Regions from separate parts of the Pan troglodytes genome. Here region 2 is linked to region 1. The links are chromatin contacts, called in public Hi-C maps. All regions are on one chromosome and are shown on one strand. The core of a region is the stretch at or near the end of the contact, and the rest is flanking DNA. Distances in the headings are between cores, read along the strand shown.

Region 1 (3,556 bases), core at 351-2,850:
CACATGGAAAATGGGAATCATAATATCCATCTTGTTGGATTATGGTCATGTAAAAAAGCTAACATACGTACATGTCTAGCATTTGGAGAATGCTTTAAACACATTAAGTTCAAGGTCACAAAACAGCTTTTGCTTTTTTCCTTATTTTCAGTGCTCTGCCTTTATCCAACATTATTAAAAAATATATGATGAGAGAGGAGAAAAGCAATTTATATGAAGGGTTAAAGACAGAAAAGGGGAACGAGACAGAAGAGGGAAGAGCTAAGAGAAAAGTGAATGCATAGAGACAGCACAAAAGGTGCAGATGGGTAAGCTAGACAGAGATGAGAAGTTGCTCACAAATTATAGGAAAGAAGCATTTATAAGATTAAAGTCAAGATGAGAAGGAAGGAAATGAATGGAGAGATGAAACAGAAAACAAAGACAGGGAAGATGAAGAAAAGTAGGGGAGTGGGGAAGGGGGTGCACGGCACTTGACCCATGCAGAGGTGTCCGCTCCCTGGAGGGTCTCAGGTATGTGGGTCAGAGACAGAGTCAGCCCAAGACCAAAGGGTGCTGAATCTGAGGACCTAGCTCAACTTGAGTCTAGAAAGACTGCAGGTGAAGAAATGGTGAGCACTCCCGTTCTCTGGGACTTGGGCAGAGGATCTAAAAGACCCGGGAGCCAAGGACAGACAGAATAGTAGGTCTCTACCTCACACCCTTTTCAGGAATTTCACACAGAGAGCAGAAGCAGCCAAGTAGAGCTGCTCCAAGCTGGGAGCAGGGATCCAAAATAAAAAAGCGTGAGTGGGCTGGCTTGCAGGGCGGCAGCTAGGGGGCCAGAACAGCCCGGCTTCAGTCAGTTGTGGGGTCGGCGTTAGACGGTGGAGTTCGACGCCCCTCTGTCCATTAGCAATTAGTGCTAGCACCAAGGCCTGGATGGAGGGGAGAGGAAGGTTTGCGGGCAGTGGGAGAATGAATGCAGGAGTTGTGGCCAAGTGGGTGGGAAGGGGGCTCTGAGGCTACAGGAAGTTATTTCAGAGACTAGAAAAGGGTAGGAGATTGGAGAAAGGACTTGTTCTTGGGCCTGAGGGGAGACAAAGTTAAGTCTTGGCTATCCAGGGGGCTCCCTATCCCCAAGAAGGCGGGGCCTTGAGCAAGGCTGGGCCAAGGCGCGCCCCCAGGTGCAGCCTCTGGGTTGAGCCGAAGGTGGGGTGAAGCCAGGAGAACTGGGTTGTCAGGGGGGTTTGGGGGGCCCGAGGGGGCCCTAAGTATTAGGAATTTTGGGAGTTTAGGGAGGGGTGTTGTGGCTAAAGAATGCTGTGAGGGCGGGATTGGGGGATCTTGGGAAAGGGGAGGGAGCCACTGGGACTTGCACGAGGGCGGGCGGAGCCTCCGAAACGCTCGGGGTCTGCGGGGGGAGCCGGAGATCGGGGACGGGCGGCTGGGCCCGGGGAGGCGGCGCGGGGGGGCGGTCCAGGGCCGATCGGGAGGCGGAGCCCAGAGCTGGGGGCTGCTGGCGAGCGGCTCTCTCCGCTCCTTAGCTCGGGCGTCCTGGTTCGCTTCGGCGTCCGCCGTCTCCGCAGCTGCCTCCTCTTCCTCCTTCGCCACCGCCGCCGCCGCCCGCAGCACCGCAGCCTCTCCCGCCATGGCCGCCGCCGGCGCCCGGCTCAGCCCCGGCCCCGGCTCGGGGCTCCGGGGGCGGCCGAGGCTCCGCTTCCACCCGGGGCCGCCGCCACTGCTGCCGCTGCTGCTGCTGCTGTTCCTGCTCCTGCTGCCGCCGCCGCCGCTGCTGGCTGGCGCCACCGCCGCTGCCTCGCGGGAGCCCGACAGCCCGTGCCGGCTGAAGACCGTCACGGTGTCCACACTGCCCGCCCTGCGGGAGAGCGACATCGGCTGGAGCGGCGCCCGCGCCGGGGCCGGGGCTGGAACCGGGGCCGGAGCCGCCGCCGCCGCGTCCCCGGGCTCTCCTGGCTCTGCCGGCACCGCCGCCGAGTCGCGCCTCTTGCTCTTTGTGCGTAACGAGCTGCCGGGGCGCATCGCGGTGCAGGACGACCTGGACAACACCGAGCTGCCCTTCTTCACCCTGGGTAAGGCTGGGCGCCGGCACGCGCTAGATCCCAAGGAACCCCGAGCCCCTGCGTCATGCCGGACGGGTGGGGGCGCCCTGGGGATCCCCGCCCGGGGCTGCCCCGAGTGGGGTTGGCAGAGGGTAGAGGAGGGGCCCAGAGGTCGCACAGGTGGTTGGAAACGAGCATGTGGGAGGAGGTCCTGGAGAGCGCGCGGCGGGAGCCTGGGGGCGTGCCAACCCTCCCGCAGTGGGAACCTGCGCCTCTGCCTCTCAGTCCCGACCTGGAGCTCTGCTTGATCCATCCCGGAAGCCGGAGACCCCATTCACTGAAGGTGCTCTGGCTAGGGGCCGGAGCATCCCAGATCCTAAGCCAGTTTCAGGTCGAGCCGCCCACTTCTCCGGGTACCGTCACTGGCCACCCGCCGTCACCGCCCCCTCGCTCTCGCCTCGGAGTTGCGGGTTCTGCCCTTCCAGATGGATTTTCATGAGAGTAGGAATGGAGTAGTTCCGTGTGGAATCGCTCAACCCGCAAAAGCGTGGCTTCCGCATGGGCTGAGTGGCCTTGGCCAAGTCGCTTCCCTTCTCTGAGCCTCAGTTTTGGCCATCTGTGAAATGGGGCTGGAGAGACTTGAGTGGTTGCTGAGAACTGGGATTCCGACTCCGAGGTCTCCACGTTTAGAGCCTCCCTCTACCCCCGTTACCGCCTTCCCTTTCTACCCACCTCCCGGCAGAGAGCCGGTTTGTCCTTGCAGCTCACTCCCTGGGCTAATAATAATTACTTAAAGGCAAGAAAAAGGAGAGGAGAGGAGATGGGTGTGGGTGGGGGGCTCCAACGGAAAAGTTAATCAGAAAAGTTCGCCAGCAGCTTGCTGCCTGCTGGTTCCCTGCGCGAATCCCGGAGGAGTCGGCCCTTCAGTGGAGCTGTGGGAAGCGCAGCTGATTTCCCACCCGGGTAATTGATAGCTTAATTATCTCGGAGAGCGTTTACAAAAATGTTGTTCCCCTTAGCTCTCCCGCGCTCGCTGCTTGCTCGCTCTCCCCTCCCCTCTTGGGGGCGCGGGGCCTTATTGGTTGTCGGAGTCTGGCCAACAACAGCGCCCGTGAGGCGCCAGGGGCTCGCCCAGACCCGGAGCTCTTCTTCCCCGGGTCTTTTCTTCGGCGGGATCCGCCTCGGGCACCGCAGGTGAGGGGCCTTCCAGGTGAGAACCTTTACGATCCCTGAACTTCCGAGGTTAACTCCTTGCTCGCCTGAAAAGACCCACAGAATAATCAGCGGACTACGCTCCACTCTCCTGGTAGCCCTGATATTGTTAAAAGTATTTTTGTGACCCACTGCCCATGCTTTCATGCTACCACCTCTGGGGATTTGAGCGAGTGCCAGTGGTTCTCCCGCTCTGAGCTTGAACCTCGGGGGTCGAGCCCCTGTGCCCACCCTCGCAGGCTGTAACCTGAGCGTGCCGAGCGTTCCGGGAGGAGAGGCAGCGGAGCGTCCTGCAGGTTCCC
Region 2 (3,594 bases), core at 153-2,652, 340 kb after region 1:
AGGGATCGCCCAAGGATGTTGGGGCAGGAGTGGCCCTAGAGTCATCTTCTGAAAACATTTGTTAGATTGTGTTATTCCCTTAGATACCTTTGGTGTCTCCCTCTTGGCCTACATGATAAATTCTCAACTTCTTAGCCTGACAATGGGTGAGGTGTAGTATAGCATTTAAAAGCATTGCCTCTGGAAATTTACAGACCTCGGTGTAGATAATGACTTCGCTGCTTACTCACCTTGGATATGTTATTTAACCCCTCTGTGTCTCATGGTCTTCACTTAGGAAATGGAAATAAAAACTACATGTTGATAAAATAGACATTCCTATGCATATACATAAATATACACATGCATGCATATACATATGTATGTGTATTTGTATAATATATAGATAGATATGTAGATATTTAGGATTGAAAGAGGTATTGTATACACAGCCCTTAGTATAATTCTTGGCACCCTGCACCATCAAAGCAGCTGCTACTGTGGCCCCTGTAGCTGCAGCCACTTCCACCCCAACTATTGCCACTTCTGCTGTTCTGACAGCGCATCCTGCCTGCTGTTAATATTAGCCAAATCCACCTCTCTAGCCTTTACTTCCATTCCATCTTCTGCTCACACTTCCACAAACACACCCTGCACATCTTCGCCTGCTAGTATCTGCTGGGCTGTTCCATCAGCCTAGAGTATCATGTTGACTCAGCTCTGTCTAATAAAACCTAAATGTCCTAGTAGGTCTGGTTGGGAAAAATGTTACCACCTTTCTGAAGCTTTCCCTGATCCCTCAGACCAAATGTCACTGTGGTGGCATGTTACCTATATCTCTTTTGTCATCAAGCCCTTGTTCCTTTCTTAAAATTGTGGTTAGTCTTGCACGTCTCTATTCCTCCTTCTCCTCCTCCTCCTCTAGAGAACGGGCAACATGGGGCAGTGACTTGCTCAGACCTGTATTGCTAGTGCTTGGAATCATGTTTGACATAGAAAATATGCAATAAATGTTGGCAATTAGAATAAGAATTCCAGATAACCCCATTCCTGTACTATTAAGGTCTTTTTTTTCCTCAATAGAACAGAACGTTGTCTTGCTCATTCATCCTTCTATTCCCGGCAGGTGAGGGCTGGGGATAATAATGGCCATCGCCTGGGCTTGTGTGAATCAAGTGAACTGCTGCCCTTCAGTGATGAGTGACTCCCCCAGACCACAGAGCTAACCAGTTCCATAGACTCGAGTCCATTTTCTCTGACTTTCATTTTATTCTTTCATCCACTAGGGCAGGCTTTGTTCCGTTCTCAGCCTCACCTGGTGAAGTCTAGAAGGATCTCTCCAGTTTGGTATCACTTTTGCCTTCTCTGCTTTGCTGAGGTGTTTGTAACAGAGAAATTCCACTGCCTGCTCCCCCAGGCCCATTGCTGGAGTTACCCAAGAGCACCCCCCAGTGGTTGTCGACATAATTTGTCACTCCTGAGAGGAGGAGTGGTTTGTCCCTTCATTCATTCATCAGTCATGCATTGAGTGTAACAGTATATTTTTCACCCTGCAGTAATTGCTGGAGATACACGATGAATCCAACCTAATTCCTGGCCCTAGGAAATCTACAGTATGTTGGGAGAAAAATGGTAACATTAAAACAGAGATTAGCCATCCATTGTGATAAATAATATAATGGGAGTTTGTGGGGTGTTGTGGGATCCAGAAGAGGGTCTCACAACCCTGCCTGGACTGGAGGGTGGACAGTAGGAAGAGGCGATGGGAAGATTCCCTGAAATAGATGATATTGCAAAGGATTAGGTGGAATGAACCAAGCAATATCCAGGAGTGGAGTGGAGAAGCAGGACAGTCCCTGCAGAAGACACCCCTGGAGGCAGGAAGCTGAGCGGAATGAGTTGTGGGGGAGGTCAGCCAGGCCTGGTCATAGGAAGCCTGGGGACTCATTAAGAGGCCAGGACCTCATGCATACCAGCAAGGGGGGTGCATTAGATATTTTCATCGGAGAGCGACTAACCAGTTATCTAACCCTGCATTTTTATTTCGGCAGTCTTTCTCTCTCTTTCATTTTGTTTGAATTTGTGCTGCACTATATCGTCTTTGACTTCCTCTGTTTTTTACAGATTCTCTGCCCCTGTCTTTTTGTTCTCCATCCCTCCTTTTCTCTTTTGTAGATATCTTCTTGATCTCTCTTCATCTCTATTCCTTCTTCGTCTTGTTTTTCCTCTTTGAAGTCTTAACTCTTTTGCCTTACCTGCAAATCACTCTTTGTCCATACCTCCATGTTTTCTTTTATGTTTGGATACCTAACCCTTTGTATGCTACAGAGCACTGAATTAGAAGTCAAAGTTTTTAGTTCCGCCATTACTTTGCTGACACTTGTTAGAGGAGCCACTTAAATTCTGTATACCTTAGTTTCACCCACTGCTAAATATATAAATAAATAAATAAAGTTGGACTTTGTGTCATGATATTTCACAACTCCAGGAGCCACCATTCCACTCCTTGGATTCCAATTCATAGATCCATGAGATCAGGGCCCCTGGAACTATGCTAGAAAGGGCCCTGACTTAGATGAGTTCTAAACATCTGTTCAAATTGACGATTCCATTGTCTTTCTCCTTCCTCTATCCTTGATTCATTCTTCTTTTCATCTCTTCCTCTCCCCATGTATCCTCTCTCAATTTCTTCTCAGCTCTAACTAGTGCCAGACTGCAAGATGTTCGCATCCAAAGCACTTGCAAATTGACAGAGTGATTTGTAATTGAAAGATGATGGTTTGGGCAGAAGGCATTTGTTTTCATACTCTCAGCATTACGATCCACAGTGTCTGAAACCAGCTGAGACTAGAGAAGTCTGTATTAGATATGAATTTAGAGGCCTCCCAAGGAGCTGGAATACCAAACAAGATAAATTCAAGGATGTGTGCTATTCCAAAGAGGCTTCATTCTTGGAAACGATAGAATAATTTATTACTCAGCAAACGGACTAGGGGGTATCTTGTAGGAGGCCCCATAATTCTGCATAATGTAGTGTTTAAGAGCATGGACTTGAAGTGTATGAATTTCAAGTCCTGCAATGTCACTTACTACCTGTGCAATTGGATTCAATGCCTTAATCTGTAAATGGGAGTGATGGTACTTCCGAGAGGAGTAATTGACCATATTACATGCGTTATCTCATTTAATCTTCTACCTACATTTTAAAGATGAGGTTCAAAGACATTAAGATACTTATGAAGAAAGTGACAGAATCAGAGCATATGCCTATTTGACCCCAAAGCTGGTGCTTTTATTTTTGATATTATACCACCTCACATCTGGGCCTGAAAACCTGAGTCTCTTTAATAGACTTCAAGTTAGGGGAAAGGAAAGGTTGATAGATACGCATAGAGATGCAGTGGCTTTGGGTTCTATAATTGACAAAGAAGTAAGAGTACGAGGATTAGGTCATTTATTTATGCTCATGTTTATTCAACAGACATTTCCTCAACACCTGTATGGACCAAATGTATGATTGGCTCTAGTACTCTGAACTGAATCACAGATGGTCACACTCCAGGCAAACTCTAAATTCTGGTAGGGGAGAGAGATAAGTAACTAAAAAATGAGTTA

The links. Hi-C and Micro-C count contacts between places; a contact is called where the count stands out from the background.
Region 2: a Hi-C map of induced pluripotent stem cells shows a contact between it and region 1, with 3 times the contacts expected there. The contact joins the enhancer-like site here to the promoter of ASTN2 in region 1. A contact is called at or near these places in 3 of 7 Hi-C or Micro-C datasets (induced pluripotent stem cells and stem cell-derived neural progenitor cells) and 1 of 1 datasets of contacts at active chromatin or transcription factors (stem cell-derived excitatory neurons).

The regions. Positions count from the first base shown.
Region 1 is chr11:21,030,561-21,034,116 of NHGRI_mPanTro3-v2.0_pri, forward strand. It overlaps ASTN2 (astrotactin 2), which reads left to right and starts at 1,601. Exons shown (of 23, transcript XM_009457169.4): 1 at 1,601-2,072. The coding sequence starts at 1,631.
Region 2 is chr11:21,372,294-21,375,887 of NHGRI_mPanTro3-v2.0_pri, forward strand. The region is part of intron 5 of ASTN2 (astrotactin 2); the gene reads left to right. Among named protein-coding and RNA genes, the nearest start is that of ASTN2, 340 kb to the left of the region's middle. Within about 2 kb of position 1,403, at least 3 of the 24 cell types and tissues checked have an H3K27ac peak or open chromatin away from gene starts, as enhancers often do. A contact at or near this core is called in induced pluripotent stem cells, where this site is marked.